2 separate regions of the Zea mays genome follow, and region 1 is linked to region 2. The links are chromatin contacts, called in public Hi-C maps. All regions are on one chromosome and are shown on one strand. The core of a region is the stretch at or near the end of the contact, and the rest is flanking DNA. Distances in the headings are between cores, read along the strand shown.

What was found. Hi-C and Micro-C count contacts between places; a contact is called where the count stands out from the background.
Region 1: a contact with region 2 is called in a Hi-C map of endosperm, with 1.8 times the contacts expected there. The contact joins the promoter of LOC103644350 here to the promoter of LOC100285229 in region 2. A contact is called at or near these places in 11 of 25 Hi-C or Micro-C datasets (bundle sheath, ear, endosperm and 3 more).

What each region holds. Positions count from the first base shown.
Region 1 is chr1:307,467,492-307,473,259 of Zm-B73-REFERENCE-NAM-5.0, reverse strand. It overlaps LOC103644350 (COP1-interacting protein 7), which reads right to left and starts at 4,281. Exons shown (of 13, transcript XM_008667568.3): 1 at 3,868-4,281; 2 at 3,331-3,510; 3 at 3,121-3,241; 4 at 2,998-3,037; 5 at 2,375-2,427; 6 at 2,221-2,282; 7 at 1,716-1,868. The coding sequence starts at 3,926.
Region 2 is chr1:307,316,432-307,322,224 of Zm-B73-REFERENCE-NAM-5.0, reverse strand. LOC100285229 reads right to left here and starts at 3,698. Exons shown (of 16, transcript NM_001367215.1): 1 at 3,463-3,698; 2 at 3,082-3,361; 3 at 2,748-2,995; 4 at 2,602-2,647; 5 at 2,421-2,526; 6 at 1,510-1,562; 7 at 1,227-1,427; 8 at 961-1,029; 9 at 673-882; 10 at 451-583. The coding sequence starts at 3,494. It overlaps LOC109943568, which reads left to right and starts at 3,748. Exons shown (of 5, transcript XM_020547058.3): 1 at 3,748-4,421; 2 at 4,504-4,562; 3 at 4,633-5,094; 4 at 5,183-5,793. The coding sequence starts at 4,367.

The DNA.
Region 1 (5,768 bases), core at 3,032-5,531, 150 kb before region 2:
CCGATGGCCCCAGCGCCCATCCTGGAGACTCTTTGGAGGTGCCTCCACTGGCACTCTACTCGTACCCCATGTCATCGCAGCCCACTACTGCTACTCCCACCGACTGGGTTGCCAACTCTGGCGCCTCGTACCACACCACTCCTAACTCTGGTACTGTATCTTTACCACATCCCCATAACACCACCTTCCCTTCTTCCATCATTGTCGACAATGGGTCAACTCTGCCTGTCACCTTAGTAGGTGACACGGTCCTTCCTGGTTCATTGTACCTCAACAACATCCTTGTTGCCCCCAACATCATACAGAACCTTCTCTCAATCCGTCGCTTCACCACTAACAACCATTGTTCTATAGAGTTCGATCCTTGGGGACACCATACGGGACCTTACCACTCATGTCATGGTCACCCGATGCGACATCTCGGGTCCCCTATCCTATTCGCTTGCCTACCCCACCTCCCTTATCTCGTGTTACCACACCCTACACCCTTGTTGCGGTTGCCTCTGCCTCCACTTGGCATTGTCGTCTTGGCCACGCTGGTAACGACGTCCTCTCCAAACTCTCGGGCACCTCAGCCATCACCTGCCCCGCGGCACCACTACCTCTCTTTGCCATGCCTGGCTGTTTGGGCGTCACACTCGCTTGCCCTTCTCTTCTTCCATCTCCCACACCACTCGCCCCTTCGACCACGTCCATTATGACCTTTGGACATCCCCTACCCTAAGCATCTCTGGTTATAAGTGCTATCTAGTCTCCTGGATGACTTCTCTCACTACATGTGGACCTTTCCTCTTCGCCACAAGTCTGACACCTTCACCAGTCTTACTTATTTGTACGAGTGTCGACTCAGTTTGGGCGCATCATCCGAGGTTATCAATGTGATAACGGAAGGGAGTTTGATAACTCCACATCTCGTACCTTCTTTCTCTCCCATGGTGTGGAGCTATGATGTCGTGTCCTCACACCTCCCCTCAGAACGGTCGAGCCGATCGCATGCACCAACATGCCTCGTTGCCTCCTCTTCCAAACTTCTCTTCCTGCCCACTATTGGGCTGAGGTGTTGAACATTGCCGCCTACCTCCTCAACCGTCTTCCCTCCCAGGCGATCAGTGGGTTCTTCACCCTCTTTGGCACCCTCCTACGAGCACCTTCGCGTCATCGGGTGTGCTTGCTATCCCAACACATCTGCCACTGCCTCCCACAAACTTGTGCCTTGTTCCACTCGATGTCTCTTCCTCGATTACTCCTCGGATCACAAGGGATACCGATGCCTTGACTTTCTCATCCACTGCATCATCATCTCTCGTCATGTTGTTTTCAATGAGAATGTTTCCCCTTAGTGGCTCCTCCCCACCTTTCGATTTTGATTCCCTCGATGTCGATCCTGTCAACATCTCTCCTCTTCCCCTACCCCCGGTCCCGACGCACGACCCCGTCGCCCCCGCCTACGCCATGCGTGGGTCCGTCGCCTTCGCCCGTGCCATGTGTGGCCCAATCGTTTCCGATCGCGCCATGCGCGGTACTATACTTCTCGGCACATGTGGCTCGTTTTGTCGATCCCACCCACATCTACCGGCAACATGTGTGGCCCAGTCCACTGGTCCACCCTACCGACGAGTCGCCCCATGCCGAGCCACCGGTGCACCATCCAGTCGCCATCGACCATCAAGTCACATCAATTAGGGTTAGGGTTTTCTGTTCTATCTAACACTTACATCAAGCGAGAAGCACCAAAACACTCTGCAAAAGTGATCAGATACACCAAGTTGTCGATGTCAAATCCTGCTGCTACAGCACGTGCAAAGGCCATAGCCTGTTCTTTACGTAAGACTGTTTTGCGAGTCTCTAGCACTCTGAGCAATTGATCCCTACAAAATATGAAGTATGTGATCAGATGATTGTATGAACAACATTCTATAATGCAGTTAAATTCACCACGAAAATAAAAATACAAACGAATGCTTCTCCAGAGAAAACGCACACATAAAGAAGTCATCCAAAAAGTAAACAGATGATGTAATAGAACAATCAAATGATGATCACGCCAGAAATCTATGCATATCTTCATGAAATGGAGCATATGTTACTCCATAATGAAAATAAGTTCTAGTTAAATCACGGTGGTATCCATGTAGACCAGTTTTACTGCCAATTGTCATCCATGGCATCGTTAAGTACTACATTACAGAAAACAAAACATGCTGCTTTAGACATAGGTACTTTGAATTCTCCTCCTGTGTAGCATCATGATTCTGCAATGGTGGAATTGGTTGTGTACCAGCCTGCCAAGAATATGGAATCTCAGAACATGATAAGCACATATACCATTACTCTTTTGCAGAAAGAAGAGGCAGGTTTATCTGTACAAATTCACCTTGTATGGAACAAGTGCCCTATCTGCATCAGGATTGTAACTTGCCTTACTACCTGTAAGTAGATGGGTCAGGGACATTCAGCAACAGGGCAGAAGAATACAAGAACTGTCGCCAAAACAAGTTGCACCTCAGATTCATCCTTCAAGAAAAATGTAGCTTTTTTAAAGTAGATGAGACTATGAGAGTGATCTCTTCCTAAAATGCACGACGTGATAGCTAGCTCCATCTCAGAATGCATAACTTCCAATGAGCTAGCTAAAGCTAAAACTAAAACAATTAATTTAAGAATCCATATAACTAGGAAAGGTCACTCCATGCATATACATTGGGATTTCCTTGTGCAGCCCAGTATGTTGAAAACAAACTATCTGCCTGTAAAAGATCCAACAGCATTGCCTGATTTTACATTTACACCAAACTTTATAATGATTAAATGCTAAAGTAAATATTGCATAGCAATTTGCCAAGTATCATGGTCCATGAAGATACGGAAAGTTCTTTTTTGGTAACAAATAAACATTGCTCATTACTTAGGTGATAAAACAAAGACTCCACAGATGGCACATATGCTGTTTGTTCTATGACTCGTGGTGAAATAAAGAAATGCTCGTCAGCATTTCACCTTCCATGCAGTCCACCAATTTCCCATTATAGTATTCCACCTAACAAAGCACAAATATGAACATCTCATCTTTCTGATATTAGTATGTTAGTCAAAAGTTATCAGGCATAGATGTCTGCTTACAGATCTCAACCCAAGACTGTCACTGCCCTGGACGGCAATGCCATCCTCGATCTGCAATATCTCAGACTCTATGGTTGTGACCCGCTCCAGGACCTCTGGTGTACTGACAAATCGAACAAACCTGCGAAAGAGAGGGATTCAAATCACCACGTATATTGTCAAAGAACAAATTTGCAAATGACAACCCCTAACAATGGGACGCAAACCAACCTATCCAACGTGCCCCTGGTAAACCAGGGTGCATCAATCTCTGGGTCAGGCTCAAGTGTGATAGAATAGCCTCCCTTGGCAATTTGTTCTTGTGCAACCTTGAGATGGGCGACGAATGGGTTCAGCAGACCAGAGGCTATCTTCTCCTTCCGTCCATTCGCCACCACAACTAAATCACACCTAGAAAAAAGATGGGGAGAAGAGAGAAACAAATCATTTGCGTGGCAGACGGTAAAGCTGCGGCCATAGTACTCGATCAAATTTAGAGCATGAGGACATCAGATCTAGCAGACTAGCACTGCAGTGTTAACCAAGCCAGGCTTGGCAACGCATACGAGGTTAAGGCGAAAGCCGAAAGCTTTGCCGTTTCATGGGGAAATGCCATGCCCGAGCTTCCAGAGCTCGCTCCATTTTTGGCAACACGCCACACACCAGAGCCACAAAAGATGACACATATATATATAATTGACTGGCCAAATTACCAGAGGAAACAAAGAAACATCGCCGGGAGTTACTCGAGCAGATCCGGCAGCTCACCTGGTGCGGGTCGGGGTGAGCTGGAACACCGCCGATTCAAGCCGCGTATCCGGCCTCATTTGCAGAATGGTTCTTGCCGATTCTCCTTATGTGCCAGATCTTGCTGGAAGGAGACGGAGGATTTCAACCGGATTGGATCAGAAGACAGAAGGCGGCCAACCAGAGTGAGTGACGAATTTGGAAGGGAAAATGCAGGTCTCGATGATGCAATCAAAGAAGACGAGTGATCCGAGAAGTCTTGTACGTACGAACCAAATTAAAGAACAAAAGAAGAGATAAATAGGAATTGGAAAGTGAAAATCTGTAGGGGGGAGGGGAGGGGAGGTGGGGTGGGGAGCGCGGGTGGTGGTTGAGTGCAGTGCAGACTGCAGACAGGTTGAGAGAGCTTGCTTTAATTTGTCGCTGCCGCTGCCCGGTTGGTGGAGGTTATTTACATTAAATTTTTTTATTAAAACGGCTGTTTTACCTGCAGCTGTCTATAGAGCAATATAAAAAACAGTAAAAGCCCATATAAATTAAAGTCAAGCGTATATTGTTGTTTATTTTTCAAAACAAAGAAACCTCAAGTGATAATAAATTTGAGACACAATATTTTAGCATAAGCAAGAATAGTGAGAACAGTATCAGTCCTTCGATAGGCAATCATTATGGTTTTGTCCAGCCATATATTACATCAAACGATCGGAATTTATGATGCCCACTAAATATTCTTATTCTGACGGGTAGCCTATAATGCCGATCCAATGTAAACGTACCATAGAAAATAGCATTAGCCAGTGCGTTATAAAGAATGCATACCTGCATCCAGATATTAAAATTTTATAAATTTAAAATATATGAAAAGCGAGCAATTTATTTAGTCCAAATTATTCTCATGAAGCAAATCCATTGTCCAAACATGAAATTAACATGAAGAGATTTTATTTTGTTAGTAAGGACCAGTTATGTATATTATGCTGTGATTATATTAAACCAGGCAAAAAATAGGAATTTTGTTGAAATGTTAAGACCAAAAATATCAGCAGCCTTTCATATGAAAGGAAAGAGATGTACAACAATGACTCACAAAAAGAAATGATTGTAGATCCAAAAGTTAAATATTCTAAACTCACACCGAAGCTATATCCGTTGCCCCCAAAAAGCAAATGTGGAAGTAACACACATAATGAGGTATAGAGGAAACACGTGATACAGAATTCGTTGCATCCTCAATCATTCACTCAAAATTTATCACAAAACTACAAATACTAACTAAATTAATATAGCATGCAAGGGCATAATTTTTAAATTAAGTAGCTTTTCAAGCTGCAAATGATGCCAAAAGAGCAAAAAAACATTCTTTCTATCACAAAAAAGCAATGTAATTAGAACACATATATGTATTAGCATGGTTGAGGTCCCTTTAATTGCTCTGATCATCATAGTTAAGTTTGGACTCAAAATTTTTGTAGCAATAGCCGTACCAAACTCAAGATGCACTATTTCCAAAGCAATCTAATGAATTCCCCATGTTCACCCAAAAATTGATGTTGGTCATCTGTTCTCAAATACTATAGATCAAGAACAAGGCAACACAATTGTGATTTTTTATAGATATTCGTCTCCCGAAGCATTATTTCCACATGGGTATAATGCTCATCAGACGAAGGTCAAGAAGGACATACCTTCATCATTTAATATGTGAATAGTAATGTGAAAGGATAAAGACAGTAACTGCATTTCATTAATTCATACATATTCGCATTTCACAAAACATGTATGAATGTTGACAGTATTAATATTACATTTGTCGGTACCCTAAATCAGGGGTACCCTCTTCTACAGCATGAAGACGCCGCTCCAATACGACGTCCCCTGGCCACGCGGGGGACGACGTCTGACCCCACCGCATGGGCAGACCA
Region 2 (5,793 bases), core at 2,449-4,948:
GCCTAACGAAATGGGTCTGTCGTGCGCACAGGGATATTATGCGCTTTAGCTGCCTTGACCAGCAATACAAGTATCAATCAGTAGTCATACTGTATGACTCCCGAGTTGCAAGAGTCGTTCATAGAGAGGGAGAGGGACCCCTTTAGTTACGGGTGTGCGGTTCCATCTTATTTTCCTCCACTACAAATCCGCCCCACTTGCCAATAGACGTTTTCTGCCCTGTCGCCACCCCCAAACAACCGCACTTTACCCCAGACATTGACACTATTATTATGCCTGCAATTACCCTCTCAATAAAGTGGGGTCATCTAGCTCGCTGAAAGTAACCAGTCTGGTAAACTGTAAGCTATTGAACCCTTCACGATGGAAAATTGTTAAAGTACCCTGCATGTATAGCTTTTAACCATAATCATTTTGAGAGCACATTAATTCTAAGGTTAAAATACTTACCCTTTAAGGACTCTGTATTGTGCTCTGAAGACCCTTTTTCAAGTGCTGCAAACATGCCTCTTCCGTCTACATCATCATTCGACAAAAAAGAGTCGACGTTTTCATCAAAATCAACAAAACTATCCAAAGCATCCTGTAAGTAACATAACTCACTTAGGCACAAATATATCTCAGACCTCAGAGACTCAAAACACTGACACAAAAGCATGGACAGGACCATACCATCTGGTTTGAGGATGAGGCAAGTCCACCAGTTGCATCCACACCACAAATCATTGAACTCTTCTGTAAAATATTAACATTGCTAGCCACTGGTACTCCACCACCAGGGGTATGAGTGGATGGAGTTGACGGAGGAGAAGGCCCGACAGTATTTCCTGTGCCAGAACTATTAGCTGCTCCGGAAGAAGTTGGCTTCCGCTTTCTAGTGTTCTGGATGTCAAGAAATTAGGAAAACTCATTCAGCATTAGCCACAAGAAGCTACAGAAAACTTCGAGGTTCTTTGTCACCTGCTGATGCGGCTGTTGCAATTCCATAGGCCTGTGGCCTGAGGACTGCTGCATCTGGGCCATCTTCAACTAAAGCATTGCAAATACTTTGTAGAGTCAATGGCAGCACTAATACAGTACTGAGGGAGAGGGAGAGAACAGTGGAAGGGGTGAATGGCTCAGATAAAACAAAATTAAACAGAAGAACATATGATTTGATGGCGATATCAAACGCCAGACATTATGTTTGAACTTGGTTTACCAAGTAAAACTGACTACACACCGACCTTCATCAAATAATCCGGGTCATCTGGTCGAACATTCGGCGAAGCAGATGGTGCTGGAGAACCCATTCTGGTAAGGTCATTCTGTGTTTGTGCCTGAGCAAGCAACTGTTGTTGTGGCGATAAAAGTTGGAACTGGTTTGAAGATGGCACCAATTGCTTCTGCACACCTAAATTGGACCGGAGTTGGTCAATACCTGGGACCTTTAGCAAACAACAACAAATATGTAAGCATCCACAACAGAGAGGTACGCAAACGCAAACATAGAAAGGATTATCAACTCACCGTTAAAGGCCAACCTTTAAGTGGCACACTCCCAACACCACCTTGATTTAGTCCTGGCAATGAATTGTAACAAAATTAGTATTAAGCAGGTCAAAGGCATCTCCTACTCAGAGGACAGACCCAGTGGTGGCAGCTCTCACATGAGTGGGGTCTGGGAAAGAAATAACCGAGGGAAGCCTTACCCCTGCATTTTGCATCTTCTACTCAGAGACACTGACTAATTAATGTTACATGCCTAGGGGTCTCCTGACTTAAGAATCCATCCCTACTGCGGTACTGCCTACTTTAATCAAATCTAAAAAAAATTACTTCAAGTGAAAAGGATGCATTATACAGAACAGCAGGGCCATGTTCTGAACCAGCCTTCGATTTGTAAAAGTGAACATGATTAACTAATTTCAGTAATTCTTCTGGCACTGAACTCATGTATCTATATGCTACTATTTGAAGGTTCCAACTAATTTATATCAATACCGTCCTAGTCTGCAGATTTTCCATAAGAGAGTACTAGTATTAGGAAGGTTTGTTTTTTTGCCATGGTTTTTGCCAAATTAATCTGGTCTTAATGTACGGATAAGGCTGCACTAGGTTGTTCTTACCAATAACCAAACGAAGACATTTGTACCTCTCACGCCCAAATGAAAAAAAAAAATGTGTCATGAAACGGGCATGCTGGAGAACACATCCATGCCCATGGCACTTATGTTGTGGCCTATGAAATTACAAATACAACTTTACTCAGAAGCATAGAGGGGCTTTTGCACATTTTCACTAGCATGGATCACCTGTTACTGCAAGGAACTAGGAGGAAAGAATTTACAATCAATTTTCTTGAGCAAGAAGTAGAAACAGCAGCAGCAGCAGCAGCAGCAACAGTAATTCAGTTGAGGAAGAATTAGTAAGTTACCAACCAGTGGCAAGTAATGCAGGTTTTGGGTGCATCATCCCTGATGCATACATGGAAGAAGGGTCTGCAGGCATCGTTCTCTGTGGCATACCAACATCGGGCTTGATGTCCTGAAGATTGATGGAGAGAGTATTAAGGAGTATTGTTGAGTGAGATAATAAGATAGGGTAGAAGGGATATGTTACAAGTTGCTGGTTCCTTGGATGAAGCTGCTGCTGCATAGGCATAGGCCTGAAAGGAGAAAGGGATGGATCATAGTCAGAACAGGGTCATGATAATTAATAGAGTTGATGAGAGTGGTTGTGGGTGGATGAGGTGCACAACAGCTTACCCAGTGTGGCTAGGTGGTGGTGACTTTAGAAGCGCGATCCTGTTTGCGTCTAGGAGATGCTGTGAGGCGTCGGAGTCAATAGGGTTGGGGTTCCTGACTCGGTCTTGCATCATTTTGGACGCGAGGACAGCGGAGACATCGGAGTTGAGGGCATTGATAGAGGCGGGAGGAGAAGCATCTCTTGTAGTGTGGAGGTGGGGGTTGTGTTGGTGCAGCAGCTGCTGGAGCCTCATCTGGTGCTCTCTGGACTAATAAAATAGAATCGAATCGATTGATTGATTGAAGACATGGGGGCACGCAAGTAGTAGAGGATGAGTAGCAGTAGTACACATACATCGTGAAGGGGATGAGGAGGAGGCGCCCCGGTCCCGGCGCCGATTGGCTGCTGTTGCTTGGCGGTGTGGTCGATGAAGGCGGCGGCAGTGGATGTGGATGAGGCTTTGGCGGTGGACGAATGGAAGATGTCCCAGAAGATGGACCACCACTCGAAGAGGAAGCCGCCGGGGGCGTCGATGGCGACGGGGTCGGTGGCGACCTTGCCCTCGGCGATGAAGGCCTTGGCGGTGGCCTGCAGGTTGCGCTTCACCAGGTAGTCATAGATGTAGACGTCGAGCCTGGACGGGATTGGGATTGGGATTGAGATTGAGATCAGGATCAGACAATCATCGTCATAAAATCAAATCGAAATCGAAAGAGAAGGAAGGAAGGAACTCACATCTTATCGGCCTCCCAGTTGGTCCGCGCCATGGATTGATTGATCTCGCGATCGATCCGCGAACCCAAACCAGGTTGCAGCCCACAGGGGAGGGGAGCTACTAGCCACTAGAAGCTAGCTAGCTAGCTAGCACTGGGTGGGGTGAGGGATCGAAGAGGGGGGCGAAGGGGCAGACGACAGCCGTTCCGATTCCGACGAGGGGGTGAGGGGAGGAAGGGAAAAAGGATGGATGGCGGCAGCCGGCAGGCAGGCACAGCAGCGAGGCACAGCAGCGGCCGGCTGGCTGTGTCTGCCTCTGACAGGAGAAATTTGCTATTATGGATGTCTTAAGATGCGGCTTCGACGATTTAGAGGCGTAGGCGAGTGATTCTCTATTATGGAAAACAAGGGACAACCCACACTTCAAAATGGACATGACCACGCCATTACCAGTTTTGAACGGAGATTAGGGCTGTTTAGACAGCCGCCGTCCCAGCGCCGTGAGTGCTCTGCTGCTTTCCCGTCTTCTCCCTTCTCGCTCTTCTCCTTCTCTCAAACGCACCAGAGAGCTCTCGTCTCGGACCGGCTTGAACTCCGCCTCGCCCGTGAGTTTCTCCACCCCCACCCCGCTGTTTTCCCCCCACCGACGGAGAATTTTTGCTGCGGGCCAGGAATTTTTGCTGCGGGCAGAAGAACTTGGGGTGCCTGCCGCGTCGCCCTTGTTCATGCAAGCAGTGGGAGTCGTCACCAGTTTTCCCCCTGAGAAGGTTGCTGCCAAACGTTGTCTAGGACCGGATTGAAGTGCGCCGCCCACCCCGCTGTGTTCCACCCCGATTCGTTGAACTTCTCTGCCCCATTCGTTGAACTTCTCTCCCCCAACCAGATCCAACTCGTCGTGTGTTCCTGGCCCGTTAGTTTCTGATGGATGATTTGGAGCTGTTCAACGACGCGGACATTGGCATTTCTCCCCCCCCCCCAAGGTAGTTAATATTGGTCGACCGTGCTATGATTATTGTACATATAACCATTGGTTTTGTAAATAATGTGTTGAATTACTGTCAGGTCCCACATTGTCTTCACCGCATAGTTCAAGTCCCTTACGTGGTCAGACTGCTAATAAGGTATGTCTCCCTGCAATATTGTAAACTATAGTGAGGTTAGCAAGGTATGTGAATTCAGTTGGTCATGCAGGACAACGATTGGGAATTTTTTGTACTAAGCGATTTTTGGAATGAGGAAGGGAGACGTGATGTTCCAAGTGAGATGCAAATGTATTCTGAACTAGGTCTGAATGAAGAGGACAAGGCAAAGGAAAATCAAAGAGATGAATCCGTTTTAGGTGGTACTAGTAATTTGGATCAATCGGAGCCTATTAATTTTGGAGACAATAGTATAGACCAACCAATGGAGGACTTCCTACCAAATGAGAAGAGGGTTGTGTATGATAAAATGAATCTGTCAATGCAACCTGGTAGTTTGTTTCCCAACATGAAAGAATTTCGAATTGCTATGAGGCAATATGCCATAAAACATGAGTTCGAGCTAGGAATAGAGGTAACTTCGACTACCAGATACGTCGGATATTGTAAAGGTGATGATTGCCATTGGAGGATTTATGCACGGGAAGAAAAGAAAGGTTTACCGACCATTGTGGTATGTTAAATCATACATTTGTACCACAGCTATGTTGTGAATTTATGGTATGTTTGTGTGCATAGTTGTGATTCGACTATTTTTGCAGGTTGCTGTATTGCATGATACGCATACTTGCACATCTAGTGGAAGGAGGAAGACGACTACACCAAGTTGTGGATGGGTAGCTTTTCACGCTTTACCACTTCTTATGAAGAAACCCCAGATGGGTGCCAAGGAATTGAAAGATACACTTCAAGGAATTCACAATGTCACTATTGGGTACGACACAGTTTGGAAGGGCAAGGAGAAGGCATTACAAGAGTTGTTTGGCACTTGGGAGGAGAGTTTCAAGCTCTTATTCTCTTGGCGGGAGGCAGTCCTTGCTAAGGAGCCTGACAGCATTGTAGAGATTGATGTGGTGTTAGAGGATGGGAAGTACTATTTCAACCGTTTCTTTTGTGCCTTAGGACCTTGCATCTCAGGGTTTAGGGATGGTTGTAGACCATACATAAGTGTCGACTCGACCGCACTGAACGGTAGATGGAATGGCCAGCTTGCTTCAGCAACCGGTGTGGATGGCCATAATTGGATGTTTCCTATAGCATTTGGGTTTTTCCAAACTGAGACAGTTGAAAGTTGGATTTGGTTCATGTCCCAATTAAAGAAGGCTGTTGGAGAACATGGAGTACTAGCTATTTGTTCGGACGCTCAAAAAGG